Linked DNA regions of Oryctolagus cuniculus: region 1 is linked to region 2. A link is a contact called in public Micro-C data. All regions are on one chromosome and are shown on one strand. The core of a region is the stretch at or near the end of the contact, and the rest is flanking DNA. Distances in the headings are between cores, read along the strand shown.

The links. A called contact is a pair of places that touch in the nucleus more often than the background predicts.
Region 1: a Micro-C map of ear pinna shows a contact between it and region 2, with 7 times the contacts expected there. The contact joins two enhancer-like sites. A contact is called at or near these places in 2 of 6 Hi-C or Micro-C datasets (ear pinna and an unstated tissue).

The regions. Positions count from the first base shown.
Region 1 is chr10:85,659,208-85,663,907 of mOryCun1.1, reverse strand. No RefSeq gene overlaps it. Among named protein-coding and RNA genes, the nearest start is that of PSMD6, 8.1 kb to the left of the region's middle. Within about 2 kb of position 2,282, at least 1 of the 8 cell types and tissues checked has an H3K27ac peak or open chromatin away from gene starts, as enhancers often do. A contact at or near this core is called in ear pinna, where this site is marked.
Region 2 is chr10:85,474,263-85,479,065 of mOryCun1.1, reverse strand. It overlaps PRICKLE2 (prickle planar cell polarity protein 2), which reads right to left. Exons shown (of 9, transcript XM_002713291.5): 3 at 2,675-2,858. Among named protein-coding and RNA genes, the nearest start is that of PSMD6, 190 kb to the left of the region's middle. Within about 2 kb of position 2,770, at least 1 of the 8 cell types and tissues checked has an H3K27ac peak or open chromatin away from gene starts, as enhancers often do. A contact at or near this core is called in ear pinna, where this site is marked.

The sequences.
Region 1 (4,700 bases), core at 1,033-3,532, 190 kb before region 2:
TGCAAGCACCTATTCACCCCGTGACCCTGCAATTCCATCTCTGGGAACATACCTCGAAGACACTTCTCCAATAATGTAAAAAGACATATACAAAATGTTATGCATGTAATATTATCTGAGACTGTGAAATTAGAAACAACATGAACACTCAAAGACAGAACAGCTGAGTGAATGATACTGTGTGACACACAAGGCAGCTGCAAAAAGATACAAATAAGTGGGTATGCACTCACAGGGAGTGGTGTCTATTAAATAAAGAAGACCAATTAACAGCTAGGTTAAGGTGGACAGGGCAGGCCTTGTTATGCAGTGGATCAGGCCACCCCCTTTTGACGCCGGCATCCCCTATGGGAGTGTCTGAGTCCTCGCTACTCTACTTCTGATCCAGTCTCCCGCTAATTCACCGGAGAAGCAGCAGGTTGGATCCCTGTCGCCAATGATGGAGAAAGGATGGAGTTCCTGGCTCCTGGCTTCAGTCTGACCCAGACCTAGCTGTTGCAGCCATCTGAGGAGTGAACCAGTAAACAGAAGACCCCTCTCTCTCTCTCTCTCTCTCTCTCTCTCCATCCCTCCCTCCCTCCCTCCCTCCCCACCGCCTTTTCTCAGTCACTATGACTTTCAAACACATGTATAAGTAAATAAATAAAACTTTAAAAAATAAAATAGTGTGAGGCCGGTGCTGTGGCATAGCTGATAAAGCCACTGCCTGCAGTGCCAGCATCCCATATGGGCACTGGTTCAAGTCCCAGCTGCTCCACTTCCAATCCAGCTCTCTACTATGACCTGGGAAAACAGTAGAAGATGGCCCAAGTCTTTGGGTTCCCACAGCAGCATGCGAGACCCAGAAGCAGCTCTGGCTCCTGGCTTTGGATTGGCACAGCTCTGGGTGTTGTGGCCATTTGGGGAGTGATCCAGCAGATGGAAGACTCCCTACCTCCCTCCTTCTCTCTCTGCCTCTCAAATAAATAAATCAATCTTAAAATAAAATAAAATAGTCAGATCAGCAGTGTGGTGCAATAGGTTAAGCCACAGCCTGCCGCGCCAACATCACATATGGGAGTGCCAGTTCAAGTCCCAGATGCTCCACTTCTGAGCCAGCTCCCTGCTAATGTGCCTGGAAAGTAGCAGATGATGGCCCAAGGCACTAGGCCCCAGTACACGAGTGGGAGAGCAGAAGAAGCTCCTGGCTCCTCGCTTCAGACTGTTCCAGCCCCAGCCATTGTGGCCATTTGGGGAGTAAACCAGCAGGTGGAAGATTGATCTCTCTCTCTCTCATTATAATTCTGCCTTTCAAATAAATAAATAAATCTTTACAAAATAAAATGGTAAAGAGTATCAAGGGTGAAAAAAGGGTACAAATTCAGACTATTTCCAGATGGACTTTGTCAGTTAGAACACAGAGCTCATGGCCAGTGCCGCAGCTCAACTGGCAATCCTCCACCTAGTGGCACTGGCACACCGGTTCTAGTCCTGGTCAGGGCGCCGGATTCTGTCCCGGTTGCCCCTCTTCCAGGCTAGCTCTCTGCTGTGGCCAGGGAGTGCAGTGGAGGATGGCCCAAGTCCTTGGGCCCCTGCACCCCATGGGAGACCAGGAGAAGTACCTGGCTCCTGCCATCGGATCAGCGTGGTGCGCCGGCCGCAGCGCGCTGGCCACGGCGGCCATTGGAGGGTGAACCAACGGCAAAAGGAAGACCTTTCTCTCTGTCTCTCTCTCTCACTGTCCACTCTGTCAAAAAATAAATAAATAAATAAAAAAGGAAAAAAAAAGAACACAGAGCTCATAACTTGCAATTTCTTCTAAAACTTGAACAAAGAACCCTGGACACATTGACAATGGCACTGTATTAGCCACCATAAAACTTAGTAAATCAGAGACAGGAGAGGTGACCTTTGGGAAATACCCACACTGTGCACATTGACCAAGAGCTGCACCCAGCGTGAGACACAGCAGAACTGTACTGGATTTATCTACTGCATTGCTATGCTGCTTTTCTTTTGAGTTTTTTTTTTCTTTCTTTCTTGCAGTGGACCTGGGGGGCGGGGCAGGCTCTAGGGCTGCAGGAGTTTCTAACCCATCCTGCTTTGAAAGCCAGTCTCAGCTCCCTGTGATTTCTCACAGGGTCACAGCCTTCATTTTCTGAAAAGCTCTAGGGGAAACGTGTGCGGTGTTTCATGCGATGACCAGCAGAGGGCAGCAGCACCCACAGAGTCCCGCAGAGCCAGGCCCCGAGGCTGCTCAGGCCTCTGGGAATTCCGGGCCAGGTGGGTGCGGGATGCCCACACCCCTGCGGAGGGGACGGGTGCACGCTACCGAGGCATTTGCTAGGAATCGCAGCAAATCTCGGTGTTTTCTGATTCTCATCAGGGAGAAAACCACTCCCATAAAAACTGGGCATGTCCTTAGAAACGCCGCCCCGAATTCTACTTTGCCATGAAGCCAAAGAGCCTTAAAGAACCACTTCCCCCACTCTAAACGCTGACGTCCACTGCTGCCTCAGAAAATGTCCAAGTCTTTATTTCCTCCCTTCAGCCAACCGTGTACTGAGTCAAGGTCCACCAGATACATGTGGCCACCAAACCAAAAATTCTAAAACCTTAACCCACAATGATTCCAAGTTGAGACCAGCGCTGTGGCCCAGTGGGTTAGGCCACCACCCCGTGACACCAGTGATGGCCTACCTGGGGCCCCTGCCACTCACTTGGGAGACCCCCATGACGACCCAGGCTTGGGTTTCCTACGGGCCGGCTCCCACCCTTGCGGCTGTTGGAGGAGTGAACCAAGGTCTGGGAGGTCTCTTTCACTGTCTCTCCCTCTCTGTCACTCTGCTTTTCAAATAATTATTTCAAAAGAGAAAAGAAGATTTCCAAGCCGGTAATTTTTAACAGAGAGTTAGAATGATACCAATGAGGACAAGGGTGAAGAACGAGGTGACTCGGGAGCAGTGTCCTGTAAGCCAGGGTTCTTGATGAATTCAAACCACGGAAAACACACATCTGAGCTGCACTGCATCTAAGATTCTGATGTCCTCGTAAGTTAAATGGGTCATACATATAAGGAAACTTTTATTTTGCTATCTATCATAAATTAATAATAATCATTATGTCACTAAATCCATATACCACCTTCTGTGTTGCAGGTGCTTGTTCAAGTACAATTAAGTATATATAAAGTCACTTAAAGAAAAGCAACTCCTACTTATTTTATTTACTCAAAAGGCAGAGAGACAGATCAACCATCTGCTGGTTCACTCCCCAAATGCCCACTATAGCCCGGGTTGGGTCAGGCTGAAGCCAGGAGCCCAGAACTCCATCTGGGTCTCCCATGTGAGTGGCGAGAATCCAAGTACCCAAGGCATCATCTGATGCCTCCCAGGGTGAGCAGGAACGATGTTGCTGTGGATTCGTTCTGAGAGGAGGAGCGTGGTGGGGGCAAGAGGCGGGGAGTCACCACACAGACCCCAGGAGTCAGGTGAAAGCAGGCGTGAGGCAAGCAGCCTGCAGACTCGTTTATTGCAGTTGGTATAGTACCTTATATAGCCAAGGCAGCCAATCCGGTCAAGGGGCGGTCTATGCCCTAACCAATCATACCCTGTTGCCAGGCAGTTTCCAAAACCATCCAATCACAGCCTGTTGTCAGTCAGGCTCCATTGTCATGTGGTTTCCGAAGCCATCCAATCACAGCCTGTTGCCAGGCAGGCTCTGTTGCCAGGTGGATTTCAAAGCCATTCCTGAGTAACTGACACTGGCTTGCCAGTGGCCATCTTGGCATGGCCTTCTCGTTCCACCACATTTCCCCCTTTTCGTTTATTTTTAAGCAACGGGAGGCATGATTCTTGGCCATACCATTGTTGACCCCATTTCCATGTGGTCTCCGTACAAGGCTGTGCCTGTCTTAGGGAGACCACAGAACAGGAAGTTGGATTGGTTCTCAAACAAGGCTTTCAGATATGGGATGCTGAAGTCTCAAGCGGCGTCTTAACCTCTGCACCCCGTGCCCACCCTCACAGTGAACTATTGAATCAGACAACTCTATGAGACAATACTAATCTTACTCTGTGTTACAGACATTCAGAGAGGTTAAGTAACTCAAAAAGGCCACACAGCTAGTACACTATCAAGCAGGATTTGAACTCAGAATGTCTGGATCCAGATGCCTTTCTTCTAGCCAAGACATCACACGTCCTGCAGTCAAACAGGAACCACAATGCACCCCTCCGCCAAAAATTATTCTCTGCAGAGAATGAACTCACTCGCCCTCCCTGGGCTCCCTGTTCCAGCCATACGAGTTGAGCTGGTTGAGCCCAGGCTGGCCTCCCCCTTGCCCTTGCTGTGAATCACGGGGCTGCGTCACATGAACTTGGACGACCAAGACACAGCAGAACTCCTGTGTATTTTTCCTAAAAGAACACCACACCCAATTCTGGCCTTTTTTCCCCCCTTTCAACTCTTTGATGGTAACTTAATGACTGTTTTTGTGACTTTGATGGAAGTTTAATTTTCACTGTGCAGGTTACCAGACGCAGAGCATCTGTCATCCTCGCCTGTTGTCCCCAAGATCATTTCCTGCCTCCTGAGTAGTCCTAAAACATCTCTCCTAAATCTTTGTTTCTATTTCAGTAGCTGCTCCTTGCACCTCTTTCTCCGGGCTTGAGCTTTCCTAACAGCCTCTCAACTGCTCTCCAGACTCCGATTCGTCCCAC
Region 2 (4,803 bases), core at 1,521-4,020:
ATTACAAGAGATGAGAATATCCTTGCATTTGGCATAATTCAAATCATTTGTTTAACAGCATTAATCATTTTCTTTCAAAACAAAGCAAAGCAATTTCAGTTTCACGCTTCCTGAAGAAACTCATTTTGGATGAGTCAAGAGCCCTCCCCAAATACCACAAGCCCTCACTTTTGGAATCGGTAAATTTAATCAACACCCTAGCTTCTACAATTGCCTGTTCTCTGGGGTCAGTATCAGCAGATGGTTGCTCTGAAATCTGAATATCACTGAATAACGTTGAATGGCCTCAGAGAAGAACTTCTTTAAGAATGGAGCTGAAAGCAGTGTAACTGGAAAATTCAGGGCCCAGTTTAGCAGGAAGCAATATCCTTCAGGTGAACAAAAGACAGACAGGTGGCTGATAAGTTGATGACAATGAGATTGGTAGGAAAATGAGCTCACAGATCTATCTAGGTGTGAGAACTCACTGCTCAAGTCCTGGCAGCAGCATGGCAATGTCAAACAAGATATTCAATCAACTACCTCATCTGGGTTTCCAGACAGACTCAATCAAATGCTCTCACCCTGCTTAAGAGTGCTTCAATATTACAATTTTTAATGAAACAGAACAAAAGAAAGAAATAACCATTTCTTTTTTTTTTTTCTTGCCAGTATCACTACTATAGCAGAGAACTACTTTCAGTTCTCCTCTAGATTATTCTCTGTGAATGTTTCTGAAATAACAGTTGCCCTCCTCATAGTAAGAATCAGAACAGAGACAACAAACCTGAAGAGTCTCTAGGGTCAGGAAGGTAACACAAAAGGACAGAGTGGATTTAATGCAGATCAGGATGCAATCAAATTTTGTCTAAAAGGAATGACGAGCACTCTAGTGCAGCTGATTATATCTTTGCAGGAAGGAAAGTTCCTATCTGCAAATGTCTAAAAGACAAATATTAGCTTTTACATGAAAGATGCCTAATTTTTCAGTAGTGGTAGCTGTCCAAATCATCTTTTTGTTATACAGTGAAATAGTGGGGCCATTAACTTTATTAAGAAACAAAGTTTATTTAGCTAATAGTGTTGGAGTTTCAAGACTGGACAGTTCCACTGGTACCGCCTCTAAGTGGAGTAGCAGACAGCAACGGTGTTGTGCCCATAGAGGAAGGATCACATGGTGAGCCATGAAACCCAGCAGCTGGGCCCCAGTGGAAAATTTTTAAATTACTACTTTTATTTATATGAAAGTTAGCATGAGAAGTAGATGCAACTACTGGGGCTGTGCCAGGCCAAAGCCAGGAGCCAGGATCTTCTTCTGGGTCTCTCACATGAGTGGCAGGCGTCCAAGTATTTGGGCCATTTTCTGCTGCTTCCCAGGGTGCATTAGCAAGGAGCTGGACCAGAAGTGGAGTAGCCAGGACTTGAAACAGCGCTCACCTGGGATTCCAGCATCTCAGGCAGCGATGCCACAATGCTGGCACCCAAACAAGGTTTTTATCACAACCCTCTTGAGAGAATTATCTCCTGGCGGTTTGTCTCTAATGACCTAAGGACCTCCCACTGGGCCCGCCTTCCAAACAGCATGTCTTGAGTACATTTCCACCCTCTTCTACCAGTAACCCACGACTCTGGGGATTTAACATCTGCCTGAGGTTGGAGCCCAACTCATATCCAAAAGACAGCAGTTAAATAATGAAGCTTTTAAACTATATCTTGAAGACTGAACACATCCTATCTGTGTGTCCTTCTTCATCTACCCACTTGAACCCTCAACACTGGAGGAAGAAAATGAGAAATAACTAATAGCTATTACCTGCAAGTTACTGGTGAATTCCTGGTTCTTCTTGAATCATGAAGAACTTTTTCTAAAATTATTATCACATCGAAAGTTCCCATATTATATTAACATTTCAAGGCTGTCTGAGCTCTAAAACAACCTGTCAGACACTAAGAAAGAAATCTTGATGTGTCAGGAATAGGTGACAATGGACAAAGTCCTAGGATTCCAGCCATGCTGTCTCTGAAAGCTCAGAGGGAGGTCATAAAAATCCCCAGTTTACCCAAGGGCTTCTAAGCTGGCATGGGGATGTTGGAAGAGAAAATTCCAAGTACCAAGAAATGCAAAACAAAATCTGTATACCAGCAACAAATATGCAATGAAACAGAAGGAAACCAACTTCTTCTCACCAAGTCAATAATATTTACAGCCTGTGGGTAGTGCCAAAATATTTCAGGAAATGTCAAAGTCTTTCTTTGTAAAGTGAGGCCAATCTTAATGTTTAAACATAGCATATATCACTGGCAAGAGTATGGCACATTCACACTTCCTCACTCTGCTTTATAAAGAATCTGAAGGTCAAGATTCATGGTCAAAGTAGAGCTCTTCTTCGTTCCCCCTAAAAGAATGAAGTTTTGTTTGTGTGAAAGCCAACATGTCTGAGTCGTTTCTAGAAAGTCCCTGTTCACAATTAATCCTGGCAACACAGAATGAATTCGCCATGGATCCCTCCAGGCTCAATTCCATTTCCCTTCCTCATTTCCCAGCGGGCTGGTGACATCGTCAAGCCATTTGGCCCCAACTGTTTTTTCTGAATCAGCAAAGACAACTCTTTACTTCTGAACTGGAATGAGGAAGGACCAGCAAGACCAAGTGAAAAGCCAAAACCCCCCACGGCACTCCCGGCAAGGATGGTACCTGTTCCGGCTTCAGCCCCGGCGGGACCCAGGCATACTCCTCCAAGGCGCAGCCCGAGTCATCATCTGAGGTCGAGTTCCTCTGGAAGTCAAACATGAGTTTGCTGATGGTCTTCTCCATCTCCAGCGGCATCACTGTCACCATGTGCTCCTCCTGGGGACACTTGCAGTGCAGACAGATCTTCCTGCAGGCAGCAAAGGTGGCAGGTGAGGAGAAAGAAAAAAAAAAAAAACACCACCAATTTCTTTCCATAAGCCTGCTCGTCACCAGTCCTTGGATCCCAAACCATAAACACATTCCTTGGCAACAGGCTTCTGGCAGAAGCATCTTAAGCTATGTTCCAGAGCACGCCTGTCTTTGTAGAAGGCGTGGCAGGCGCGTGAGACAACACCGTGCAAAAGCAGAAGCCACCAGGTAAGCGTGTTACGAATGTTGACACACAGACGGCAGCCTTTTCTTCTAAGTCAGCGTCTCAAGGGAAATGGTCATATGACTTTGATTTGCTGAGGCCGACCGCCGCATATGGACTGTGACCACAATTTCCTTGACTGTAATAGCAATTAAACACACTTAATACATATGCTGACCAGAAACACAACCGGCAGATTTAACGAACACTGACAACACACTGCTTCTTAAGCCTTGGAAAACAGAAGGAGTGGTTTTTAAAAGGAATTGTGGGTGAGATTTTCTTTAGGAAAAGCAAACATAATTTTTTCCCCTCTCAACAAATCTTGCCCTAAGACCTCATGGGAAAGACATTTCTACCTAAAGAGCCAGAAAGGGTTGAAATGCTAATTAGAAACCCAAGTTTGCCCTATGTTGGTAGTTGTTTTGAATATACCAGAAGACCATGCATGTGAATGATTTCAAAAGGCAATAGCCAAAGATAAAAATCTCTCCCTCAGACTGAACATTTTTCATTTAAGGTTACCATCTGGTCCTTTATCCATGGCTACAAAAAATGATGAAGCAATAAAAATGTTGATGTCAGCAACACAAAACTATTTCTAGTTTCAATAAAATACAAAGAAAAGAAAGGAGTGGGGGAGAAAATTTTAAGAAAATAAACTATTCTATGATCTTTTTTATTTGTTTCAGTAGCACCTTATAAAGGCAATGAAAGAGCCTAGAATTCTAATCCCCACATGTGCCTGAATTTTTTGATAACAGCTTTGTTAGAAAAAAAAATTCACATACCATAAAATGCACCATTTTAAAGTGCAGAATTTGGGGCCGGCGCTACGGCATAGTTGGTAAAGCCGCCGCCTTGCAGTGTGGGCATCCCATATGGACGCCGATTTGAGTCCCTGCTGCTCCACTTCTGATCCAGCTCTCTGCTATGGCCTGGGAAAGCAGTAGAAGGTGGCCCAAGTCCTTGGGTTCCTGCACACTCATGGGAGACCCAGAAGCAGCTCCTGGCTTCTGATTGGCACAGCTCTAGCCATTGAGGCCATCTGGGTATTGAACTAGGGGATGGAAGATCTCTCTCTCTCTCTCTCTCTGCCTCTGCCTCTGTCTCTCTGTAACTCTGCCTTTCAAATAAATAAATAAATCTTTAAAAAAAAATAAAGTGCATAATTCACTGGCTGTTAGTATATACAAGGACTTAGGTATTCCTCACTCTAATTTTACAATATTTTTGTCACACACAAAAGAAATCCCATGAGCAGTAACATTAACTTCCCAAATGCCCGACCCCCACACCCTGACAATCACTAACCTATTTTCTGTCTCTATGGTTTTGCCTATTCGGGACATTTTACATAAATGGAATCATATGATATGTAGTCTTTTGAAACTGGCTTCTTTCACATAGCATGATGTTAAGGTTAATCTAGGTTTAAGCATGTATCAACGCTTCATTTCCTGTTATTGCTGAAAAAGTCTGAACTGTATGGATACATCACACCTCCCCTTTCCTCAGTTGGTGGACATCTGCATTCTTTCCATGGCTGTGCAGAACGCTGCTCAGAATATGTATATGCCAGTATTCTGTGTGGGCATCTGCTTTCCGTTTTCTTGGCTATCCAGGGAGGAATAGGGTACTGCTGAGTCATATGGTAACTTGATACTGAATATTTCGAAAAACTGTCCAGAATTTTTAGACAGATAGCTTGTTTTCCCAA